Linked DNA regions of Mus musculus: region 2 is linked to region 1. The links are chromatin contacts, called in public HiChIP or PLAC-seq maps. All regions are on one chromosome and are shown on one strand. Each heading gives the region's core, a stretch centred on a gene start, on an enhancer-like site or on the middle of the called end of the contact. The rest is flanking DNA. Distances are from core to core; before and after follow the strand shown.

Region 1 (6,985 bases), core at 2,155-4,654:
GAGGAAGGCTTCACCCTACAAGGTTAATTCCCAGCCTTGGAAAAAAACTGACCATGCATTTCCATCTTTTTTCTGGGCCCTGAGAAGATAGAGAAACAGGATTTGGGTAAAGAGTCTTGGCTACCTCTGGTCAGTCATATCTTGTTTGTTGTAGGTGATACAATATTGTTCATGTGAGACAAGAACTCCAATTGGCAACCAACTGGCTCTGATTTAATTACATGGTGTGATAGTTTCTTAGGAGCAAACAACAGGATCCTTTCTCCTAAACACAGGTTTAATTTTCAACAAAACACTTCTCACATAAATACCATGTTGTTTCGAAACCCTTATTGTCATTCCCAGAATTGCTTGCAGCCTTTCAGAAACACATTATTTTATAATTATAATCAACACTATTAGAACAGAACAATTTGTGCCAAAAAGCACATTTACACTCAGACTCGGCACTTAGCACTGTCACAGGAGGGACCATCTTCATTTCCATAGAAATCAAGGAAAGTCACATGCAGTGCCTTTGAAACCTTCAATTTCTAGATGGTAAGGGAGTTGCTGACCTTGTCCACAGGATTCTCCCGTTAGTGAGTGAATGAGCCCCAGCAAAAAAGCCCAGACACTGCAGCAGTCTACTGTGTGGCAAAAAATTAGCAGCTCTGGATATCAGGATTACTTGAATTCTACCCTTGGAATTGGAGAATTTGCTTTTTGGTCTCAGTTTCATTGTATGGGAAATGACAATGTGGCTAAGAGCTGCATCAGAAAGCAATTTTAATAATTAAACTAAAACAGTCTCATGCACATATGAAATATTTGGCAGATAGAATTTATTATGATGATTATTAACACATTTTAAGTTACAGGATGCAGGACAAGTAATCTATTCTCTCTGGGCATCCATTTCTGCATTTTGGCTAAGTGAACTCTATCAAGGTGGTAGCACCTATACCTGAGCCTCTCGATACTTCAGGGACTATGTAAAGTACACATATATAAAAGAAGAACTGGAATTACATGTACATTTGACTCTGTGTCTTTCAGAGCACTGAACCTCCTTGCAAGTTTTTCTACACTTTCTCAGAGATGCCTCACTGGCTAAGGCCAAATGCATGGGATGTCCTATTTTAGGAGGTTTCCAGGATCCTAGCCCACTAAATTAACATCATGCCAGGCTTGATCTTTATCATTCTGGGATTCATCTATTATAAAAGGTAAATCTAGAGCTGTACTGAGTTTCCCCACAATGATTTCTTTTGTCTTCATAGTAGCCTAATCGTGTACTGTAGAATGACTCTCAAGGCCTAGGTAAACAAACTGAAATTGGTATGTAAACTTCTTTCAAATTACCATGAGAAGATATAATACCATAACAAAGAACAAGATCAACACTTTGCCTTTTCTAGAAGAATCATTAAGTATAGAAGGCACTTTAACATATCCTTCAAATTTTTGCACCCTCCTTCTTTAGTAAGAACTAGAATAGTTGATGATGGAAATATATATGACAAACTCTCCAATCTCTTAATTTTCAGTGCATCTGCAAAATAGATGCTTGAACTATGAGTAGTAAGTTGAAATGCTTTGAATCCCTTACATTAACAAGGCAAAATAAAGCCACAATGGTACCATTAGGAAATTCCATCAAAACAACAGACTTTCCTGCTTCAGATGGTCCAGCTTAAATTCCCTATCAAGGTGCTTTGAAAAAGTCAGTGTTGTTCAATGCTAGCAGCTTAAGAATTTCATTGAGTTGGGGTCTAGTGAGAAGTCTCGGCCATTTAATGAAGGATTGAAAGAATGCCCAATGAAAAAAATCATGTGACAGAAGAAATCCTCAAGTGTAGAATGTTGGGAAATTGCTATAAAGACAGAAACAGCTGGTTCTATTAGCCTCCTTGTTTGCTTGGGTGCATTAGCATAAGTAGAAGCCTCCTGGAAAGGAGTTTATTCCATCAGATATGAGAGCTGAAGTGTGGAGACATAGTCCATAGTTACCAAGGAAATTGTTAACTCCAAAAACTGTCTTCATAGGCCACAGTGCCTCTGTCAGCTCCTCAAAGTTCTGGCTTTGAATTCTCACAATAGCAAACAATAAATAATTAAAAATACAGAACAGTGGCATTCAACTCTTGACATAAAACAAAAGAGAACAGTAGAGAAACTATTAAATAAAGTCAGTTTGATATTTAGTTTTGCCCATTTAATGCCTGTGTACTTTGGATGTGTTAAGAAAAATCTTGAAGCCTGTGATTTTGTGAATGTTTATCAAATCGGTATAGCATGCAAAACTTAATCAAATATTAATTAGCTGAATATGATTTTAATGTATCCACTAGAGAACACTATTGTTAGAACTACGCCCCCCCCCAACACACACCTTCCACAAAATTTTAGAATACATGGTGTCAAGCAACCAAGTGAAGAAGCAATTTAAATCATCCATACAAAGTGACAGACAGGGAAAACTAAGTTGACAGCTAAGATCCCTAGGACTTTAGATTCTGAACTGGAATGTATCAAGGACAACAGCACACCAAGAAAACATGCATTAATGATTCTCCTCTTCTTCACGTATACAGGCATTGTCTGCTTACTTTGTCAGGCATGATGCTCAACACCAAGGAAGCAAAGCTGATGGTTAAGATATGGCTCCCCAGTCTCCCAACTGACCCCTCGAGTACCTAGGAACACATATGAGGACTGCCTCAAGTCAAAGCATGAGGTTCCAGTGACTTCTAGTGATTTCTCAAAGGCTGTAGACTCAAAAAGGAAGCTAGGACAACACAGATGAATAGAAGCTAGGTAAAAAAGATACAATCTACTTTAGTCATAAGGACTGCTGTTGTCCTACAGACTGGGAAAACAAATGTGACAAAAATGTTGTCAAGGATAAGGCTACTGAGTGCTTCTCTCTGACTACCCATAAGAAAGCCAAGAGGGAGACTCATCCACAGAGTCTCCCTTTTATCTTTATATTTATTAGTTTGTAATGGCCTAATAATAAATGCATGATCTTCATTTCTTTCTTAGCTCTCAGACAGATGAAGGCCAAGTCACATACGTAATATAATCTGAAAATGAGTTTAGGAATTCTCCAAAAGTCACACTCTCTAAAATTCCAGAAGATCTCTAGAATTAAACCTGGAATACACAGTTAAAACTTTCCTTTCTTTCTTTCATTTCTTTCTTCTGCCTATATTTCTTTCTTTTGATTAAACTAATTGTTCCTTTATATTTTGTTGAAAACTCCCCAGCCCTTTATGGAAAGAGTTGTTATAAATAAACTACTCTGTGCATTAATGCATGCATGCATATGTATTTTCTTAATGACTCATGGTTTAAGTTGAATGACCCTGACTGGCACTAACCACATAGAGAACTGTGGCACTTTCACTTCTTGCTTTTCTAGCTTGTAGCCTGAAGCAGTGGGCTAGAGTGCACAGGAGTTTCTGTGAGAGGGAAGGGGCACAGACTGTCGCCTTGCCTCTTCTGTGCTATCTGGCTGATTGACAAGACATTTACTGCATTAGAATTTGGGTTTTTATATCAGAAAAATGGGGAGATTCTTGATCTGCTATTTCACTTGGCTAACAAGAGACAAATAATTAGGTGGCTATGTTCCAGTTTGAATGGAATTATGAAAATTGTAGACATCTTAATTGATACTAATAACTTCATTCTCTTTCAAGCATATTGTTTAAAATCGTTGTGAAGAATACATCCTAGGGCTGTCTTTCTTTTGTCTTCCTCTTCTATTGTTCTGCATATTATTTTTTCTAACTTTGCTCATGTCATCAAAAGTTCCTGAAAGGCCAGTTCCTTCTGTGCCTGGCATATTTCACTTACAATAAAAAACCTCCACCTTTATGCATCTGCTCACAAGTAGCAAGGTTTGCTTCTTCTCCAAGGTCAAATCACATTCCACTGCAAGTAGATAGCATTCTGTCTCTATGCATTAACCTTCCAAGGGTTGTTTCCATAATTTCAATAGTATGAATATTGTCTTAATGGACAAGAAAATCCAATATATTTACTTGTAGGATTGTTTCAAAATTTTTATTGTTAGATCTTGTAATGATTCTACTTTGGTTTCCTTTACCAAGAAATCTCCATACTTTTCTGAATTAGCTCAACTATTTAAAGCCCTATCACAAATATAGAGCTGCTCTGTACACTATTTTCTCTTTAAACTTAAACACATGTACAGGTTCATATATGTACATACACAACACACACACACACACACTGTGAAATGACATTATATATTCAGTGTTCATGCTGACTGAAATAAGGTGAAAGCAGAAATGTGTACTCCCAACATTCATCCATCTCACAAGGCATGTCCAGAAATGAGAATGATGAAGGAAAAGGATGTTAGACCTTTCTTCCTCCCCAAAATGTTCTCAAGTCCTTCAGAGAGTATCCTTGATGAGAAGGAACATCAGTTGCAGCATATGTAGTCTTGTCATTCAGCTATGTGAACTTCCGGAAAAATCAAGAATAAATGATGAAATCATGATTTCTGTTCCTGCACCCCTCTCCACTTTTCCCTCCTGATTAAAAATATTTCTATCAACCAAATTATTTTTAACACTGACTCTGTGACATCCATAACTTAGGTAATAACTTAAGAATGACATTCAGTGACAATATGACAAAGTATATTTTACATACTTTCTTAAAAAATTATAGTCAAATATGGGCCTTCTTAGCATACCTGTAACAATCTTATTTATGATATTAGTTTATAGTCAAGGCATGAAAAACGATAACTGAATTTATAAAAGTAAAAGTATACTAGGAATTGTATTTAATAAATATAGCATTCTTAGGATTGGCCAGGCTATCTGTGAGCGTGTATCAATCATATTTCTTATAGAATTAGATAAAAAAAAAAAAGAAAAGAAAATGACATAAAATGGAAGATGAAATTGGAATGAAGACCTCTCAAAAAGAGCTATTTAATATTGCATTCAGTAGAAAAAAGGGAAAGTAAGAAACCGTTCAGTTCAGTTGAAACTATCAATACTCTTCTAAAGCAACTGAAACACAGAACATGACATGGCTTGTATTCAAAAGGCCCAGTGAAGACTGGTTCTCCTTTCTGTTCTCACTAGGCCTTAGCCTCTTCTCCTTCAGATTAAAGGTAAAGATTCTGGATTATGTTTCTTTTCCCGAGTTAGGTAATTCATACCCCTGGAAAGGAAGGTGTCAGTGCTACTTCCTTCTGCCCGGTAAGGTCCATGCTATAGCTTAGCAGCCATGTGTTCCATGGGCTCTCGGTCCATAGCAGAGCCCCAGGTGAGCTGTAGCATTTATTAATTGCAAACAGACTGGGTTTAGGCCCCAGAGTTTTGTTCTCCTCAGGTCCAAGTTGCCGTTTCTTGTTCTTCCTCTGCTGTTTGCTCAGGATTCGAGGCTTTTCCATCCAATAGGGCATTTTTAAGTCTTCTCCAGAAGATGTGCCTCCCCAGAGGATTGTCCTCCCATTCCAGGTAGGTGTTTCTGCTAAGAAGGCGATACAATTCCACCTGCTGCCTCAGCAGGGACTTCTCAACCTTCTCAAGGACAATGAAGATGATGCCAGAGCGGCTGCTCAGAAACTGCCATGTTTGAGCAATCTCATATTCAAAGATACACCAACGGCTCTGAATAAAGTGTCTAGACACTACCACAATAACCTTCCGGCTCTTGTGGAAGCCTTCCTGGATGATGTTGGCAGCAATGGCTACACCAGGAATAAAGTCTCTGTAGTGAAGGCAGAGGTGAAAGCGGGGCACTCCTTCTTCTAAATTCTTTACCAGCTCATTTCTCACCCAGTCCTCATTCTGACTCGAGTAGATCACAAATGCATCATAGATGCTTTCTCCTCTGCTGTACTTTTTACAGCCAGCAATAAGTATCAGGTGAAAATAGAAGTGGTATATCAGAAATGCTACAGTGGATACCACAATCACACTGACCACTGACACACTGATGATTGTCTTGTACATATAACAGGTAGAATTATTAAAATCCAACACTAAGGAGGTATTCATCTCTACAGGTGTTGCACATGTCATTTGTTCAACATTCACCAAGAACTGCTTCTGTTCCTTGACCCACTGCAGGAATTTCTGATGTTCACATATACAAGCAACAGAATTGTTAGTAAGATTGAAGAAGGCTAGACTCTTTGGAAAATGTTGCAGTATTCCTTTAGATGTCTCTATGCGATTGAAACTGCAATCAAGAGTGCTGAGGGAATACAGCTGGTTATAATGGGATGAATCCAAAAACAATAGATTGTTGTGACTCATATTTAATAATTGAAGTCTATGGAGGGTGTCAAATACCCCCCAAGATATTTGTTCCAATTGACATTTAGAAAGATCCAGGAATGTCAAGTTTGTTGTGTTTGCAAAGACATTTGAAAGGGTGTTGTCTTTGAAAGAATTGCCAGCCATTTTTAATGTGTTGAGACTGGTCAAGCCAAGAAATATACCATCGAAGTCAATTTTGGTGTTAGTATAAGAGATGTCAAGGTAAAGTAGCTTTTCAAGGGATAAGAACGCTGAGAATTCTGTGACCCTTTTTAAAGTAGAGTGCTGAAAATCCAGGTGCTGCAGCTCTTCTAGACCCATGAAATTGGCACTCATAATGATGGCACCATTGAAGCTGAGGTCTAAGTGTCTCAGGCTGTTTGTTCCCAAATCAGAATAAGAACAGCAACCACTAAAGCTCAGTGCATTTCTACTAAGATCTAGATAGCTGAGACTTGGTAGGGCCACTTTTTTAAAACTGATAGACCCTTTGTTCATAGTTAAAGTCAAACTTTTAAGAAAGGGTAGATCCAGAGTTGGAAACTGCTTAAGTTGACATCTAATGATTGATAAGGATTGCCATTTGAAATGTTTAGGAACATCTTCTAGATATTTTATAGATACACCTGCCAGAGACATTGCAGAAACATTCGCCAAGCAATGGAACTTAACAATATCATCTGAAA
Region 2 (6,985 bases), core at 2,327-4,826, 600 kb before region 1:
CTGTACTGGGACACAGAACCTTCACAGGACCAAGGTTCTCTCTTTCCATTGATGACCGACTAGGCCATCCTCTGCTAGAGCCATGAGTCCCACCATCTGTTTTCTTTGGTTGGTGGTTTAGTCCCAGGGAGCTCTGGGGGTACTGGTTAGTTCCTATTGTTGTTCCTCCTATGGGGCTGCAAACCCCTCAGCTCCTTGGGTACTTTCTCTAGCTCCTTCATTGGCGACTCTGTACTTCGTCCAATGGATGACTGGGAGCATCTATTTCTGTATTTGTCAGGCACTGGCAGAGCCTTTGGAGAGACAGCTATGACAGGCTCCTGTCAGCATGCTCTTGTTGGCATCCACAATATTGTCTGCTATGTCCAGTGTAACACAGTGTTTTTCTGCTGTCTGCAAATCAAGATATAGAACTATCAGCACCATGTCTGCCTGTGTGCTTCCATGCTTCAGTCTATGTGGATAATGGCCTAACACTCTGAATATTAATACAGCCCCAATTAAATGCTTTCTTTTATAAGAGTTGTCATGATCATGGTGTCTCTTCACAGTAATAAAACCCTAAAATAGTAATTATTTGTTGATTGTTCTAACTTGTTTGTTATTAAATGTAAGTGTATTGAATCAAGAAAAAAAGCCAATTGACAATACTCTATTAGAAAGAAAGAATTTCTATAAAGTATACACACGGTTATCCAGAGAGGCCAGATTTGAAATGCCTTAAGAAATTTCTTAAGAAACTCGGAGAAAGTAATATACTTATGTAGAAGATAATTTAGAGATTTACTTAATTAAATAATGAAGACATATAAGATCAAGAAACCTCATTTGTAATTGGGCCAGCAATATTCAGGAAAAAAAAAACATGAAGTATATGATTCCACCCAATAGCATTTTCTATATCAAGGTCTTCCTTTATAATGATATATAATATGTATAAATATTATATATTTACATATATATGTTATACATATTGCATATTTATGGGTTACAATAAACTCTTTGGTTTATTTATATGCTGGGATGATCAAATTATGTTAGGAGACAGAGATAGAAAAAATGAATGGAATTTTGGTCAATGTGAGTATCTACTTCCTTGCAAATCTATGCTGTTCCTTTTTGTTGTTGTTGTTAAAATATGCCCACATTATAAACTATAAATGAGCTTTTATGTAAATGTTAATGGTAAAAATGAACACTAGAAAGGGTTCAAATATATTTTATTTTCAAACTTCTTACAGTCTGTGAGTTGTTTCATGCATATTCTGTATTTTTTAACTAATATCCACTTACAAGGAAGTATAATATCATACATGTACTTTTGGGCCTGGTTACCATACTCAGGATGATATTTTCTAGTTCCACCCATTTCCCTTCAAAATTCATGATGTCCTCATTTTTAATAGCTGACTAGTACTATATTGTATAAATGAGCCACATTATCTGTATCCATTCTTCCATTGAGGGACATCTGGGTTGAGTCTAGTTTTTGGCTATTACAAATAAGGCTGCTAGGAATATAATGGAGCATGCCGTATAGTTGAACATCTTTTGGGTATATGCCCAGTGGTGGATAGCTGGGTCTTCAGGTAGAAATATTTCCAATTTTCTGAGGAACTACCAGATTGATTTCCAGACTGGTTCTTTCAGTTTGTAATCCCACTAGCAATTGATGATTGCTCCTCTTTCTCCACATCCTTGTCAGCATGCGCTGTCACTTGAGTTTTTGATCTTTACTGTTCTCATTGGTGTAAGGTGGAATCTCAAGATCATTTTGATTTGCACTTCCTTGATGACTAAGGATTTTGCACATTTCTTTAAGTGCTTCTCAGCTATTTAAGATTCCTCTATTGAGAATTCTCTGTTTAGTTCTGAACACCCTAAGGGGGAGTGGGTGGGTAGGGGAGTGGGGGTGGGTGGGTATGGGGGACTTTTGATATAGCATTGGAAATGTAAATGAGCTAAATACCTAATAAAAAAATGGAAAAAAAAGAATAAATTTTGGAAAGATGGGAAAAAAAGAATAGTATTCAATAAAAAGTAGTAACTATGAAAAAAAAAACAAAAAAAAACAAAAAAAATTGGATTATTTGTGTTTTAAGAGTCTAACATCTTGAATTCTTTACATAGAATATTGGTCTTGTATTGTATGTAAGGTTAGTGAAGATCTTTCTCCAGTTTGTAGGCTGCCATGTTGTCCTATTGACAGTGTCCTCTGCCTTACAGAAGCTTTTCAGTTCCAAGAGATGAAATGTATTTTCTCCACAGAGGTAATTGGCGGTTGCTCTGTCTTTATAATTGAATACTATTCAACTCTTTGAACTACAGGAATTTGGGGGCTTTATGCTCCGTAAAAAGATACAAAATTCTACCTCAAAGGGCAAATATTGTACTGTTTACTGATAAACACTCATTCTAAGAAAGTTGTAATAATGGATTAGAATCAAATGCTTGTCAGAATTTGTGCGAAATGATGACATAAGGGGAAAGAGCAGAGATTATCTTTCTAGTGAAGAGAATGTTCTGCATCTTCAGTTTTTTGAAAATTTCCATTCTGTCGCTAAAATTATATAGCAATGAGTGGTAGAGAGGAGGGAGGGAATAATTACTTGCAACTTCCTGGAATTATTTCAATAACACCTGTAACATTATTAATTTCCTGACTTTTATGCTATACGAGAATCTTGTAAGATGTAACTGTTGAGGGAAGTTAGATGAAAGGCATAGACATTTTTGATCAAGTCCTTTATTATTTGAAAACAGTTGCTTAATATCACTTATGCCCCCCCCCTTTTTCTCCATTGCTCATTGGCTCTCCTTCAACTTCAGCATGAACACAACAGGTGAGATGTGAAGATCCTGGTTTCTCACTGTAGCTCTTCTTTCCTTACAGCCTTCTAATAGCTGTTTAGGTAAACTAAAGTCCATCTCTTGAATACCCCATGAATTCTATTTCTATGTGGTTTCTTCAATGTGACATTTGAGTTTGCATACATTATGTTATGACATCCTCACCGAAACTCTCCAATTAACTTAAAATTGCTTAAAAATCAATAGGCTCCAGCGCTAGGAGCAAAAGAAGGGTGTAGACAAGGTCAGCTTGACATTTCTGATAAGTATTTGCTTATATTTGTTGAATTTATTTTTATTACTTGGTTGAACACTGATACAGACTATTTCTTGTATTGATTTGCTGCAAAAATCATGTATTCTTTCAAAGTCTGGGAATAAATAAGTCTGGTTCAGTGACCTGAAACACAGGATGCAACTAGATAGATAGATAGATAGATAGATAGATAGATAGATAGATAGATAGATAGATAAATATAGATATAAAAATAAATTTGCAAATGGATATTAAAGGATACTGTATGAATGAAGATGTAAATTATTAAATGATTATTTATTGAAAATAAACTTGTGATCTGATTCAAATGTATGAGGGCTCTCTATATATATAGACTTCTCCAGTCTCCAAATAAGATTTGTCTACCACTGAGATGTGAGTCATACTGCAAATGATTGATTTGGCACTAAAAACATGACATTTCTTGATTTTGTTTCTGGTAAAGGAAGTTCCGATTTTAAGAATCCACAGCAAATAGACATTAATATGAGTCAGCAAAGAGACTCAGCAGCATACCAGGAAGTGAGAAGTTGAAAAAAAATCTTATATTTCATGTTGACGTGGCTTTCAATCTTAATAAAAAAAATGTCCAGACTGTCTGTAGAAACCAGATAAATCAAACTCATCCCGATCTCAGTTTCCCATCTACCCACTGACTCTTAACCACCTGCTGAATATGAGTGAACATAAATCTGCAAAGAAAACAAAGACAACACACACACACACACACACACACACACACACACACACACACACACACATACACACAGAGAGAGACAAAGACAGAGAGAGAGAGACAGAGAGAGAGACAGAGAGAGAGACAGAGACAACGACACAGAGAGACAGGCAGAGAGGTAGAGAGATAGAGAGAAAGAGACAGCTTCATAGGTTTCATGGGATACCTTAAACTTTTAGTAGAAACATGATTTCAGAATTTCTTTTATGCAAAAAAAATGCATGCCTGAAGAATGAGATATTGGTAGAAAGACAAATCTCTACCAACTGTGCTATTTTCTATGCTATTTGGTTGAACCTCCAGAACAAAAGATAACTATTTTGCCTACTTTGATACTTTTAAAAATCCATAGATTATGTGTATGAATAGCTGCATTTGCTTATAAAATTATGATATTTTGTATATGCTTAAAGTGTTATAAAGTTCAAAAATGATTCAAATATTACCTTGCTAACTGTGCTCATCAAAAGAGCAGCATTCATATGAGTACACTGTAGCTGTCTTTAGACACACCAGAATTGGGCATCTGATCCCATTACAGATGGTTGTGAGCCATCATGTGGTTGCTGGGAATTGAACTCAGGACCTCTAGAAGGGCAGTCAGTGCTCTTAATCACAGAGCCATCTTTCCTGGGAACAAAACACCCATGGAAGGAGTTACAGAGACAAAGTTTGGAGATGAGACAAAAGGATGGACTATCTAGGGACTGCCATATCTGGGGATCCATCCTATAGTCAGCTTTCAAACACTGACACCATTGCATACACTAACAAGATTTTGCTGAAAGGACCCAGATAAAGCTGTCTCTTGTGAGACTATGCAGGGGCCTAGCAAACACAGAAGTGGATGCTCACTGTCAGCTATTGTATGGATAACAGGGCCCCCAATGGAGGAGCTAGAGAAAGTACCCAAGGAGCTAAAGGGATCTACAACCCTATAGGTGGAACAACAATATGAACTAACCAGTACCCCCCAGAGCTCGTGTCTCTAGCTGCATATGTATCAGAAGATGGCCTAGTCGGCCATCAGTGAAAAGAGAGGCCCATTGGTCATGCAAACTTTATATGCTTCAGTATAGGGGAACGCCAGGACCAAGAAGTGGGAATGGGTGGGTGGAGGAGTGGGTGGGGGAGCGTGTGGGGGACTTCTGGGATAGCATTGGAAATGTAAATGAAATAAATATCTAATAAAAAAGAAAAAAAGAAAAACGAAACAAAACAAAACAAACAAAATGAACAGCCATTGAAAAGAATGAAAATTGGAAGAAATATCAAACCCTAAACTTAAAGAGTTTCCTTCTTTCTTTTTTTTTTAGATTCAGTGTGCTCCCAATGTGTAAGGATTCAGATAACATAGGGTAACAATATTAAATTTGCTTAAAGTATTTAACTACTACACCTACTGTGTATGTGACAGCTATTCAAATGGGACCATATGATTTACATTGGCCCATAGAATGCCAAAAAACATTACTTATCACTCTTGGATGGATGCTGCATGATCAAGGTCACATATTGTGTTTCTTTTGCAGTACTAATATTTCATTGCAATCTCTTCAGGTAAAATCGCTTTGGTCTTAATCAATGAATAAATGCAAAAAACTTCTTAGGGCCAATTTTGTACATGCAATGTGAACCATGAGTCCATTAACAATAGGCTCTGATAGGAAAACTATTTACATGTAATCTAGCCTATTGTAACTTAATCACAACTTACCAAAAACCATTTCCTCAGTGTTCATCTTTGTTACTCTGTTACTGGAACATTTTATGAGTTAAATGAGGTTCTATAAAATTGTATATATTTTAAATTTAATCCCACAAAGCATTGAATACTTCTATAGACTCCACAGATGTCAGCCACTTATTCCTTCCATTCTTATGTAAGTATGTTATGTGTTATATTAAACCTTATATCTAATTGTCCTCTTCTTGAACAAAAGGTAATGTAGCAACTTTCTTGATTAATAGAACTTTGTAGGAGGAACATTCTAGATGTTCTAAGAATAAGTTTTACTAATATCTGTTCATTCTCCTCTTGTGTTAATCCTCCCTCAAGAGACCCTGCAACCACGCTTGTAAAGCTCTCATCAAATGGTTGAGTCATACTTGGGTTTTAAATGGCAAATTGATGATTACACTGACCACATTATCTGTAATCACAATCACTATCCATTAGCCATGTTGCACTTCCTGCCATATCAATGCTAGAGAACTGTAGCTCTAGCAGATACATAAAATATCGCAGTCACTTATCCAGATCATGCTAAGCCATGGATAGAATCTTCAGTGACAATAATACATTTTTAAAATACTTTTTTATTTTAAAATGTTGTGTGTGTGTGCCTGTGTATATATGCTGAAGTTATAAAAAGATGTTATACAAAACACCTTACCTGTGTTTGGGGAACCCAGTGTGGCTGCTCTGGGACAGTGATAAGTATTCTTAACTAGTGAGCCATCTTTTTCAATGGCAACATAATATTAAACTTTTAGATCTGTAGGGATCAGATTGCCTGATCTACAGTAAAAACTGTGAGTACTATGTTATATGTTCAGGTTGATATAAAATGGAAAAAAAAATACCCTTCTAATATCTTTGCATTTTATTGTACATCATACATATTATGCTTCATGTAACATATTCTACTCAGTATGTAATAATCAAAATATTTTTCTTCAACAAGAAGAAATTTTTATTACTTCTAAAGCTACACTGTAAACTACAATGGTTTATTATGGCATTCTTGTATACCATTGGTTATTCATACATTTTCCCCAATTTCCTTACACTATACCCATGGAAATTTCCTATGAGGCATTTCCCAAGAGCCATTATTCTCCTTCACACAGGTTAATTTGTAAAATCCCAGAGCTTTCAATAATTAGGACACTAAGAGACAAATATTTTAATGCCATTTAACTAGTCCTTGAGGATTACCTCTAGTTATTCAATACACATACTATCCAGGTGCTCATCAGAACATTTTCATTATTGATTTCTGTGTAAGGTGCAGACATGAACTCCAACTACTCAAACTCTGGATCTTGGATATGCTATCCTGGAAGCACTGCATGTGGCAACAGTGAGACACCCATTATTCAAAATCATAAGGGTTGGA

Evidence for each region. HiChIP or PLAC-seq counts read pairs in DNA pulled down with a chosen protein or histone mark.
Region 2: a contact with region 1 is called in an H3K4me3 HiChIP or PLAC-seq map of bone marrow-derived macrophages, with 7 times the contacts expected there. The contact joins two enhancer-like sites. A contact is called at or near these places in 1 of 484 Hi-C or Micro-C datasets (bone marrow-derived macrophages), 3 of 115 datasets of contacts at active chromatin or transcription factors (the 230-238 cell line, bone marrow-derived dendritic cells and bone marrow-derived macrophages) and 1 of 9 other capture datasets (bone marrow-derived macrophages).

What each region holds. Positions count from the first base shown.
Region 1 is chr4:66,839,855-66,846,839 of GRCm38.p6, reverse strand. It overlaps Tlr4 (toll-like receptor 4), which reads right to left. Exons shown (of 3, transcript NM_021297.3): 3 at 259-6,985. The coding sequence ends at 5,361. Among named protein-coding and RNA genes, the nearest start is that of Tlr4, 16 kb to the right of the region's middle. Within about 2 kb of position 3,404, at least 39 of the 459 cell types and tissues checked have an H3K27ac peak or open chromatin away from gene starts, as enhancers often do. A contact at or near this core is called in bone marrow-derived macrophages, where this site is marked.
Region 2 is chr4:67,444,617-67,451,601 of GRCm38.p6, reverse strand. No RefSeq gene overlaps it. Among named protein-coding and RNA genes, the nearest start is that of Tlr4, 620 kb to the right of the region's middle. Within about 2 kb of position 3,576, at least 3 of the 459 cell types and tissues checked have an H3K27ac peak or open chromatin away from gene starts, as enhancers often do. A contact at or near this core is called in bone marrow-derived macrophages, where this site is marked.